Linked DNA regions of Gossypium arboreum: region 1 is linked to region 2. Evidence: chromatin contacts called from public Hi-C data. All regions are on one chromosome and are shown on one strand. Each heading gives the region's core, a stretch centred on a gene start, on an enhancer-like site or on the middle of the called end of the contact. The rest is flanking DNA. Distances are from core to core; before and after follow the strand shown.

Region 1 (6,511 bases), core at 740-3,239, 570 kb before region 2:
ATTTTGAAAGCCAAAGGGCCATTGCCTGGGCTTCATACACACACATATTTGAGTTTGATAAGACATGTTTATCTATTTTACCCTTTTCTTTATTATACCAAAAGATTTTGGTTCATGGTCAACCATCATCACCCAAGGGACTGTGTCATGTCAATAACTTGACTTGTGGGTTACCACTTGTTTCAAGCTTAATAGACTTCCATTGACTTTCTCTTCATCAATCTTTTTTGTTTGACATTAGCTTGTATAACCAGAGTTTCAAAAGCCACCCATTTCTTTTCTGATCATTCCTTTTTGCATATAGCACAACTTAGTTTCTTTCACAACAAGCAAACGTGCAAGCTTTTGTCTACTGTTGGAAAACTAAACATGCATTGCGGACACTTGAAACCCAATTGTGTATCATTAGTACTGTTGTTAAAGATGGAAGTACTTGTTGGTTCCAAATTAGGTCTGCTATTGGACCTTGTGCATTTTCAGCCGTATATAACATATGCATGTAACTGTACTAGTAAGGTAAAATCTACCCTAGGGAAAAGAGTTGAGCTAGAGATATTTCTAATTGTAATGTATGCTGGTGATTATGAAACATGGAGTTTTTTTGTTCATTTCAGTAATCCATCTACACAAATGGAGAGCAAATTTATCCAAAATCAGACTAGAAATGTGATAATATTATATTAATTCCTAGCAGATAGACTCATACATCCTTCGTTGTTCCTAAATCCAGATCATCCCCCATAAAAGAAGATACTGAGAAAGATGGAAAAAGATACTACAACTACTCTATATTTAGCTGAAATGAAGCTAAATCTAGCCTTCTACCACCGTTTAGCTATGGTTTTACAGAAAAAGAAAAAAGGGAGGCCAAGGGCCGGGGGGGGGGGGTGTACATTGGATCATAATGTCTATGTTGGGGAATCAGGGTTGGCTAGGATTTGGGTTAGAAGTTGAGCCAAGGTTTAGGTCAGGAACGGCACTAGTTGCTGAATTTTTTCCCTTGGAATTGTTGTTGTTAGCCTTGGAGAGCTTCTGTTTCAGCTCAGATAACAGCGCTTGATTCTCTTGGTTCAGAAGCTGTGCTTTCTTCCTCAACCTCTCATTCTCTTTCATTATGTAACAGTTCTGCAGGTACAGATTTGAGTTCAGTCTTTCCATGACTATCAAAATTAACTCTCTTTTAATACTACCTGTAATGCCCCTGAAACCAAAATTAACCAAGAAAGAAATAGTATCAATATATATACGCATAAAAGGGTATCTCTCCTAGCATTCTTTATTGCTTCATGAAAATCATTGCACTGCATATGGAGAGGGTATTGTTATAATAATTTTTGAATACAAGACTTTAAAAATGTTACTTAGTAAACACGCATAAGTCGTTATGTATGCATAAGACCATGACATTAAACATGATTCAATAAATAAAAAAAAGTAATTTGTAAGAAACACATGTTTGTCCATAACTATAAAGTTGAATAAAGAAAAAATTAAAATATCTAGGATAGTTCCTCTTCATTTTCATGTTTTTGTAGGGTTTATAGAGAAACAGAGCAGCCCCTCATGTAGTTTGTACAGCAGGAGAAAGACATTGAAAAAGAAGACAAGTAGGAAGAAAATTCCAACATAGGGAATTCACAAAAGAGAGGAGAATCCCAATAGTTAGACACAAAAGCATCATAGGTAAGATGTGCGGTTAGACATGGAACAAAAAGTTATGGATTGCAAAACAATGGCCATGATGTACCTTTTGAAGGGAAGGGAGGGGAACGTTGGGTTGGGTTGGGCGAGGAAAGCTAAAAAATTCTGGTTTTTTTAACAGGTAGCAGTAGCAGTTAAAAAAAAAAAAAAAAAAAAAAGAGTGAAGTGAGGGACAAAGAAGAAGGGAGGTGGGGTTAATATAGAGAGGGAAGGGGGGAAGGGGGTGGCAGGGACTCACTCGTCTGACACAACAATCATGCATGTGTAAGCTTAGAAGGCGGCCGGTTAGGGGGCGAGGCTTTAATGTTTTTATCATTTATGCCTTTTTATTATGGGATATATGGCGTCATGTCACAATATCTCTTTAAATATCGTTGTTTACTAGACTACATTTCATTTTCTTTCAAATTTTATTTTTGTAAGAAAAATAGAAAGCCAATAATAGCATTGCAAATGCAAAGGAAGGAGAGTGATGAGGTTGAAGTGGGTCAATGATGGGGTGGGATAAGCAGGCCGTCCCAAGATTCGCAATGATGTATTGGATTGGTTCCCAACCATCATCAGCTCTTCCTCCTTTTTCATAATCAATTTTTTCTCTTTTTTTCTTTTCTTTCTCTAATTATTTTTCCTACCCTTTTATTATTTCCTCCCTAGTTTCACTTCTTGCTTTGCTAATAATCATTTTCCTTTTTCGACCCATAAAAATCTTTTGGAAATTAAAATGGTGGTTTTCCCACACCCTAATCAAACCCACCTTTTTTTTCCTACCCATCTCTCTCTATTCTCTCCAATTATATCTACTCAAATAGGGTCAAACTCACTTCATAAATTACACCTACCTATAGGGGTAGTCTTGGGATTCATTTATTGCATTAGGAAAAAAAAACTCTATTACAATTCTACTTATAATGATCCCCAATATGCTAACTACAACAATAAGCTTTCACAATCTTTTAATGAACAAAATTAATCATTTTACTTTACTTAATAATTTATTTCCCTTTTATTTAATTTTTCACATTTTTAGTCTTTAAATTTATATTTTTATTAAATCATCCCAAAATAAATAAAAAGTCAATATTTTTTAACTTTATTGATATGACATATACGTCAATTGTCACGAAGATAACATATAAATATTTTAAAATTTTAAAATTAATTAAATGTTGACATGTCATTTATATGAAAATCTACATATATGTCATGCGTTAACAAAGTTAACTAACGTTAACTTTTCATTTATTTTGAAGTAATTTGACCCAAAAAATACAAATTTAAAAGTTAAAAATGAAAAATTAAATGATGAACTAAAATAACGCTTTTATAAAATAGAAGGACCGAAAACGTGATTATACCTAAAATATTATTTCTTCACTGTACTTTACACTTCTCTTCTAATGTCTTTAATCCTACTTATATAATAAATTGTTTTATAGAGGCAAATTTTTTTCTTTTAAAAATTGAAAGAAACACAAACGGGGAGAGGTAATTTTATTATTTGGAGAAGGATCATGCAAAAAGTTTTTTTATCAATTGCTACAATTAAGAAAATTTTTTTATTTTTGCGCAGTTAATAATTTTGTTTGAAAAAGAAATATAATATTAGAAGTGGGTTTAAACCTGCATCATTTAAATATATTAAAAAAGTAATTATTACTTCAAGTAAATCTTAACTCATGGCTTATAATTTATTTATAGTGTATTTATTTATTTTTATAACATAATTATATTTTAAATTTGACTTATTCTTATTCATATAATTTTGGCGCTTACATGATATTTTATATAAGTTTTAATGGATTTATATTTTTTTTGGAGGAGTCAGATTTATATTATTCTGATTATTATTTTGAATAATTATATGATATAAATTACAAAGTTTATGAAAACTATGGGCTTTTAGTGCAACCAAATGACGACACTACCCCTATATCTTTCAACTGTTGTACACCATTGATGATGTTCTGTTTTACGTTATTATAATCATTTTTTTTTTTGAGAGATATTTGAAATAATGAGAGGAAATGTAAAAGAAAAAAGAGGCTGGGCCAGTCTCAACCTCTTCATGGGTTATTGAGTACCTTAACGTGAAACATCATTGTTGACAGATGGTGGTCTATGGGTAAAACGGTCAATTCAGGGGTTCACCCCCTCGTGGATTTCCTTCCTTCCGAGTGTTAATTATTCAATGGGCTGATTGCTACTTTAATTACCTCTTTACCCTTAACGGTTCATTCCCATCCTTAGAAATAATAAAGTTATTCTAATAATTACTGTCAGGGAAACAAAAAAAGAGAGAAGAAATTAGATTTGGGCTACTAATTGCTCTTTTACATGAAATCAATAATTAAAAGAAAATGTAACTTTTCATTTTTAGTTTTAAATATTTTATTAAAACTTATCATTTCGTCCAATCATATTTTATACACCTAGAAATTAACTTTGTTAGTGTCACAAGTCAACTCGATATCAATTTAGTCTAGAGGTGGATGCAAGAGGGCTGGCAGGAGCCTTGGCCCTCCCTAAAATAGAAAATTTTAATTCAGGCCTTTAATTTTTTTTAAAATTTTAAATTACTAAAGGTAAATTTACACTTTTACCTCTTATAAAATTATAAAAATTTAATTTAATCATTTAGAAATTATAAAGATATATACTATAAAAAACAAAATTTTATTCGGCCCCCTTAAAAATTTGTTCTGGCTTCGCCCCTAATTTAGTCAATAAAATTATTAAAATAACATTATAGATTTTAAATAAATTGGGTCCTTGAATTGCTAAAATACATCAAAAAGACTCTCAAACTTTTTTCAAAAAGACTCTTAATCTTTTTCAAAAAAAAATTAAACTGCTGCTTCTTTTTCTTTTTGCACTCAATTGCCAAATTGCATCAAAAAGACCTTTGATAGTTAAAGCTAACCACCCTTAATTTTTTCAGTTAAATTCACTACGTGTCACAACCATGGCATGACATGTGACAAAAAAATGATAAAATAAAATAAAAAATAAATAAAAGTTATAAAAATTATTAAATTTTAATAAAAATACAAGAAATATTTAATTTTTATTAAAATTATAAAAATTATAAAATTGTAGAAAATTATAAAATATATAGAAATATAGAAAACGATATATAAAATTTTATAGAGTCATAAAAAATGATAAAAATGTAAAGAAATATAAAATTCATAAAAGAGTTATAAAATTATCATATAAAAAAAGCATTTTATAATTTTTTTATTTTTATCATTTTTGCCACATGTTATATTGTGTTGCGACACGTGGTGACTTTAATTGAAAAAGCTAGGGACCGTTAACTTTAACAGTCAACGATTAAAATTAATGGTTAAATGACTTTTTTGATGCATTTTATAACTTTTTAATGATTTTTATAAAATTTTACAAATTTTAATATTTTTTACAATTTATATATATTTTAATTTTTAAATTTAATTTTTAATTTTTATTAAAGTTTAATAATTTTTATAACTTTTATTGATTTTTATTTTTTATAATTTTTTGTCACATGTGACGTAGTGGTTGTGTCCCGGGGTGACTTTAATTGAAAAAATTAGGGGCAGTTAACTTTAACGATAAATTGTTAAAGTTTACGGACAAAAGGTCTTTTTGATGCATTTTGACAATTGAGTTAATTGCTTTTTTTGAAAAAATTTTAGGGTCTTTTTTTATGCATTTTGATAGTTCAAGTACCCAATTGAATGCAAAAAAAAAAAAGCAGGAATTTAATTTTTTTTAAAAAATTTGAGGGCCTTTTTGATGTATTTTAAAAATTTAAATATCCAATTGAGTGCAAAAGTAAAAATAGGGGCTTAATTTTTTTTTAAATTAAAGGCTTTTTACGCTTAAAGTCAATAAATTATTATTACAATGAACAATGATACTTTTTTCTCTTTCATATTTAAAAAATTAACAAAAATTACAAATACTAAGATTTTAACCCATGCCACCAATAATTATTAAATCTATTCTTTACCACCTCAACCAAACTTTAATTTAACATTTTTATACATTCTAATATTGTTACACAAATTGTTTCGCCTACATTATTTCTATATCTATAATCTATACTATTTATAAATCTCTTTATAGAGTTTGTGTCACCCATCAAGCGGGTCTCAACTCATTTAAGCAAAATCACTTTAGTATCTCTTTGCATTTAAAATAAATTGTATTATTTGAGGGTATATTAAATTTTTTATAAAACTATAAAAATAAGCATATAATTAGATTTGAACTCATGCCAATTGGATTAGCAAAACTTCATATATATACTACCTACTCAAAGTTTTATTTTAATATTTTTATACAATTTAATTTTATTATGCACACTTTATGACATCCACCAATTCTATATATATTAATAATGTTGAGATTGTGACACCCCGAATGTGACCCTAGTCGGAGAGTGGTTTCGGGACCACGAAACCGAGTCACAAGAATAATTAAGTGTTATATTCCGTACTTATTGTATGTGGAATTGGTATGCGTAAATATTTCGTGTCTCGATTTTTATTAATTAGGTGCTAAATTATAAGAAAGGACTTAGTAGTGAACTTTGAAAGTACGATAGGGAAATAGGTGATGACTAATTAAAGCATGCATGCAAAATAATGGACTTGCATGTCAAATTCCCCTTTCTACAAGTAATGGCCGCCATGACAAAGAATATGGGTCAAACATGTCATGAAACATGTTTTGTTGGGCATTAGGGAGAAATAGTAAACAAATAAGCATGGGTAAGAAAAGAATGAAAAAAAAAAATGTGTGTGAGAGAGTGGCATACCCCATT
Region 2 (5,887 bases), core at 1,438-3,937:
ACACTAACTTAACTCTTGAAAAAAAAAATAATTACGATAATTTTATATAAACGTGATGATTAGGCATGATTTTTCAAATGAAAGTAACGTTAGAATTCGTATAAGCATTGACTTGCCTGCGTTTACAAAACAAAGGACATGTTAGCACTTCCATAATAAAAGTAGTATGGATTTCATTATACCAAAATTCAAATTGTATTTTGTTTAATTTATTTTTAAAAAATTATGTATATTAAATCAGAAAGTAAATAAATTCTTCTATTAAAAATTTTATCAATTTCTATCATTAAGTGATAACTTAGTTGACAGAGCAAGTAGATAGCGACATGTGATGTGTCACATGTAACTCATGTTAACTTGACATTTTCCACATCAATTGACATTTAAAATTTTTAAAATTATTAAAATAAATAAATTTTTAATAATTATTTGAAAACCATGTTCATGATAAACTTAGATAAATCGGTGTCCAAGTTCAAATGAATCTAAAGCAGTTATTTGTCCAAGTTGGTCCGAATATGGTTTTCAAATAATTATTAAAATTTTATTTATTTTAAATAATTATTAAAAATAAAAATTTAAAATTAATTTTAATTTAAAAATAACTAAAATTAAAATAACCATCACCAATCTACATATAAAAATTATAAAATCTATAACTTTTTATTTTGAGTAAAGGTGTTCACGGTTTGAGTGGGCTCAATAAAAATTTAAGCCTATTTGTTACGCTTGGACTCATCCAAAAATGGGCTGAAAATTTTTCCCAAGCTCAAACCAACTTGCCAAGATTAGTTTTTTTTTATATTTTTACATAATTTTTAAATATATATAATACATAAAAAATACTAAAACATCAAAATAAATATCTCACAACAAATTGAAAATAAAATTTAAAAATATGTATACTTAAATAACACTAAGGTAGATCTAACTTAATAAGCAAAATCCTCTAAAATAATAACAAAATTACCAATAAAATAAGTTTTATATAATATCCAAATAATAACAATAAAATAGTCATGCAAAATAGGGAGAAAACAACAAGAAAATAATATTAAAATACAAAAAGGCAGATTTTTTTGTCCTTTAATGAATTCGGGCTGGGCCCAGGCCAAAAATGCCTTACCCGAGGCCCGACTTATTTTTTTTGTTTAATCCTATTTTTCGAGCCTATATTTTTGTCCAAACCCTCTCACATTTTGAACGGGTCTTCAAGCCGAGCCGAATGAATTTTGAGTGAGCAATATTAATATTTCTCGCCATTTACTTTGACTTATATTCTCTTAATTTTTTTATCTAGATTTGTAACATATTTCATGATTTTGGTCCACTTAGTGGTGGTTAAAATGGAGGAATAAACAACTTCATTCCATTAAAATTTTCATTACTTTTCTAATTATTTTCTTTTAAAAATTTATATTTATACTAATTCATCAATTTCAATATATATTGTAATTTTAAATAATTTATATTAATTTTTACAAGTTGTTATAATTTTTAAATAATTTTTATATCATTTTTATAATTATTTGAAAAAATACATTTAGGATGAACTTAGACAACTATTTATCTAGGTTAATCTTGGACATGAATTTTCAAATAATTATTAAAGCTTTTTTATTTTTAAGATTTTTATTTTTAATATTTGTTGACATGGTAGGCAAAAATATTACATCAATATGAAGTATACATGATGCACCATGTATCGCTGCCTATTTATTCTAAGTCACGTCATTATTTAATTGTAGAAATGAATAGAATTTTTAGTAAAAAGACTAATTTTAATTTTAATCTAAGTACATAAATTAATTTATCTATTTTTTAATTGAGGAACCCAATCATTGAAAGTAGAGGGAGGAAATTCATATTTTAAGCTAATTGCCAATAGGGGCGAGCGTTCGATATAATCGAGTGAAAAAATTTCGAGTTAGTTGAGTAGACGAATTTTATTTTATCATCCTAACTTGATTTGAAATTTTTTCGAATCGATTAGTGTGAAATGAAATTCAAGTCAAATCGAATCGAGTGAAATTGTTCGATTTAAATTAAAAAATTAAACATGTCAAATTAAAATCTTGTTACAATATAACTAATTACATGTTAGAGCACGTAAAATTGAAACTATATATATTTGAATTTTTTTCAAAGAAAAAATATTTTAATATGATAAACTTGAATAATTAATTAAGTTATTTAAATTCCCAAAATTATTATTTTAGAACATTTTTAAAATTTTAATGTTGTTTATATATTTTTTAAATATAAATTTTAAAATTTTTATAAATATTTTGAATTTATTTTGTAATTTTTGTTGACAATGAGGTCAATTGTTTACTTTTAAAATTGACATGGATCATAATATTATTTATATTAATCTATTATTTAAATTATAAAATTCAACTCAATTCAAATTTAAAATTTAAAATACAAATTAAATCAAGTTTTAATCATCCTAATTTTCTACCAATATCCAAAGAAAAGGCTGACTTCTCATATTTGGAGGACAGTTTTTTTTTTTTTGGTTGGATGAAATAAAGAAACATTGAGTAATATGATTTGAAATTTTCTTTTTGGTTATTTGAAAGATGTTATTTTTCAAATTAATATGAAAATATAATTGACGACGACTTTATTGAAATTTGACCAACCGCTTAAATGGAAAAGCGTTACCCTCCTCCCACTATATAAAGTGTTGAGATTCCCGGTTACCCTACAAACAATAAACCCGTTCCTCTTCTTCCCTCTCTCTTGTTTGTCTAAAAACAGTTGCTTCCCTGCTTAATTTCGTTGTCATGGACACTCCCACCCCTCTCTTCTCCTTGCTTTGTTTCTTCCTCTTCTCCCTCTTCTTAGGTAACACCAAACAACCCTTTGCTTCATTATACATGTGGCCTGGAACTGGAAGAGTTTTTTATTTTTTTATTTTTTTATCTTTAATCTTTTTGATTTCTGTGAATGAATTATGTAGGTGAGGAGCAACATGTTGTTGAAGGGTCAAGGGTGTGGACCTTTGGTTTCAGACCCAAGATGTTGTTTGTGTTCGGGGATTCCTACGCTGATACAGGGAACAACAGGAAAGCTTTGGCAAGTTCCTGGAAACTTCCTTATGGAATTACATTCCCCGGGAAACCTGCTGGCCGTTTCTCTGATGGTCGTGTTTTGACTGATTTCATCGGTACCCCTCTCTCTCTCTCTATCCTTTTTAGGATAAAAAATGATAGTGTTCATCTTTTCAAGTGTTTTAATTTTTAGCTTTACCTTTAGCTTTAGCTTTGGCTCTTTCTCTTTTGTACAACTAATGGGCTTTGCTTTACTTCTTGTTTATTGTACTACAATTTAATAATATTATATTGAACCTGAGTTATGTGGTGTGGGTTCCTCCTTTTATCTTCTGCCATAATAATTTTGCTTTGTTTTTATACTGATCAGCAGAGTCTGAGTGCCCGACCTCACTCTTTTTCTTCTTCTTTTTTTCTTCCTATTTCTATCCTTTTTGTGAGATCATTTTTCAACTTTTTCACTCGATTCCAAGTATTGTAAACTTTTGATTTCTTCACTATTATTTTAACATTAACCATTCTTTTCAGTGCCTCTTTGCATCCCATTATAAATAATTGCTTCTTTCAACAACCCCTTTTCTTCACTTTCTTACCTCCCCCTTTAATTAAGTTGAATCAATGGAATGTAACTATGATTTACATTTTATACCTTTTAACCTTAGTGTAGCACTCACAATGTATTAAAGCATTAAACTCAAAGTGACAGACAACTCATGACAACAAGGAGCTGTCTTGGAGTAAAGTTTATAATAGTTAACAATTTCTTTTCTAGTTCATCAACTCTAAAAGTAACATTAGGTTTTTTAATCCCATCAACTTTACTATTATGGTGCTTTCCAGCCATAGGATTATGCAGTTTACTGACAATAACTTTCTGAATCATCACAGTACCATAAATATTGATTTTATTAGTAAACAATTAATTGGGTTGTTTTATGACAAGCAGCTGGGTACTTGGCGATTAAGACACCAGTGCCCTACAGATACAGGAAAGAACTGGGGGGTCGTCTCAAGTATGGGTTGAACTTTGCTTATGGAGGAACCGGTGTTTTCGACACGCCAGCTCCTGAGCCAAACATGACAACCCAGATCGATTTCTTGCAACAGCTTCTCAATGACTCGGTCTACTCCAAGAGGGCCTTGAAAACTTCTGTTGCGCTTGTCAGTCTTGCAGGCAATGACTACTCTAATTACATTGCCACCAACGGCTCTACTGCGGTAATAATAACACCTCACATATATTCATATATATATATATATGCTCACTATGTGCCATGTGTCACCAATCCAACCTTCAATGATTGTATGCTTGAACTTGATGAACCCCACTTGTAATGACACTTCCTCTACCAGATAATGATTTAAATAATATAGCTCATTTGCAAAAAAGGACAGAAGGCCCAATTGAAGAAAAAATTCATTAAAATTTAAGAAAGGGACAAAGAATTATTGTGAAAGGTGCTGTCATGATATTAGGTACAAAAATTTGACTTCATGTTGGCACTTAGCCAAAATTATGACTTGGTTATATTTGGTTTTTTTTGTGGTGTCCCAATCTTATGTGTGGTCAGCTACATCTTGGAATCAGATTGCATTTTGCTTTATTTACTAAAAAAATAGATAAATTAATCTCTATACATTAGATTAAAAAGCAAAATGGTTATTTCTATTAAAATTTTTATCAATTTGTATTGTTAAAAGATTGACGCGGTTGGCAGAATAATTAGATAGTGACATGTGGATCGATTTTTAACAGCAGAAATGGATGAAATTTTTAACAAAAGGATCTGTTTGCTTTTTGGTCTAATGTATAGGGATTATTTTGCTCATTTTTTGATTAGAGGGGGTAAAATGTAATCTGATTCCTAATATAGGCGCCTCTATGGTATTTTTACCTTGGATATGTAACTTATACTGATTTCATTGTCTTGTCCTTGTGATCTTATGCATGCAAAGAAAAAAAAACATTGTCGTTTTAATTTGTTTATGGCTAGTCTACCAAATCCACTCGTTTGACAGAATTGTTGTTTAATATAGATATTATGAAAAAGAAAGAAAAATGAGGGTTGAAAAGAGAAATTTGGTCTGAAAATTCAGGGATTTCCAGTCTTCATTGGAAGGGTTGTGAACCAAATGAAGGTGAACTTGAAACGCATCCATAACTTGGGAGTGAGGAAAATAGCGGCGAGTGCACTGCAACCATTGGGGTGCCTCCCTCGAAGCACTGCCCAATTCTCCTTTGAGCAATGCAACGAAAGTGAAAACGCCCTCGTTGGTCTCCATAACCAGCTCTTGGCTCAAGCAGTGAACGATCTCAACAAAGAAACCAACAGCTCCTCTTTCTTCGTACTTGACATTTACAATGCCTTTTGGAACGTTTTCAATCAAAAACAAGCACATCAAGGTGACTCCCACAATCCTATTCTTTCTTTCTTGCACAACTCCATTAAACATGAAATATATTGGGTTTTTTGCAGTGAGTCCAACATTTGTGAATCCATTTGAGCCCTGTTGTGTTGGAGTGAGTGCTGCATTTTCATGTGGAAGTGTAGATGAAAATGGTGTGAAGCAATACACACTTTGCTCCAATCCCAAATCCAAATTCTTTTGGGATACAGTTCACCCTACGGAACAAGGATGGCGAGCTGTTTACTCAACTCCAGCTCTTCAAAGCAGTCTCAAGCAATTCTGGTAGACATTACCATGAAATGCTTACCTTTTATCACTTTATGATGTTTTTACATTTAGTTTCTTGGTATCTGTCAAATCCCTTCGTGATCTCTTTATTCATTTGTGTTGGTAAAAAGTTGTATGAAATGAATGGAATA

Evidence for each region. A called contact is a pair of places that touch in the nucleus more often than the background predicts.
Region 1: a Hi-C map of leaf shows a contact between it and region 2, with 5 times the contacts expected there. The contact joins the promoter of LOC108460045 here to the promoter of LOC108457962 in region 2. A contact is called at or near these places in 2 of 5 Hi-C or Micro-C datasets (both in leaf).

Annotation. Positions count from the first base shown.
Region 1 is chr4:80,220,308-80,226,818 of ASM2569848v2, reverse strand. It overlaps LOC108460045 (protein LITTLE ZIPPER 3-like), which reads right to left and starts at 1,989. Exons shown (of 2, transcript XM_017759426.2): 1 at 1,748-1,989; 2 at 643-1,201. The coding sequence starts at 1,158. The coding sequence ends at 922.
Region 2 is chr4:79,656,532-79,662,418 of ASM2569848v2, reverse strand. LOC108457962 (GDSL esterase/lipase At5g03610-like) reads left to right here and starts at 2,687. Exons shown (of 5, transcript XM_017757184.2): 1 at 2,687-2,853; 2 at 2,969-3,175; 3 at 4,006-4,277; 4 at 5,157-5,463; 5 at 5,537-5,887. The coding sequence starts at 2,793. The coding sequence ends at 5,754.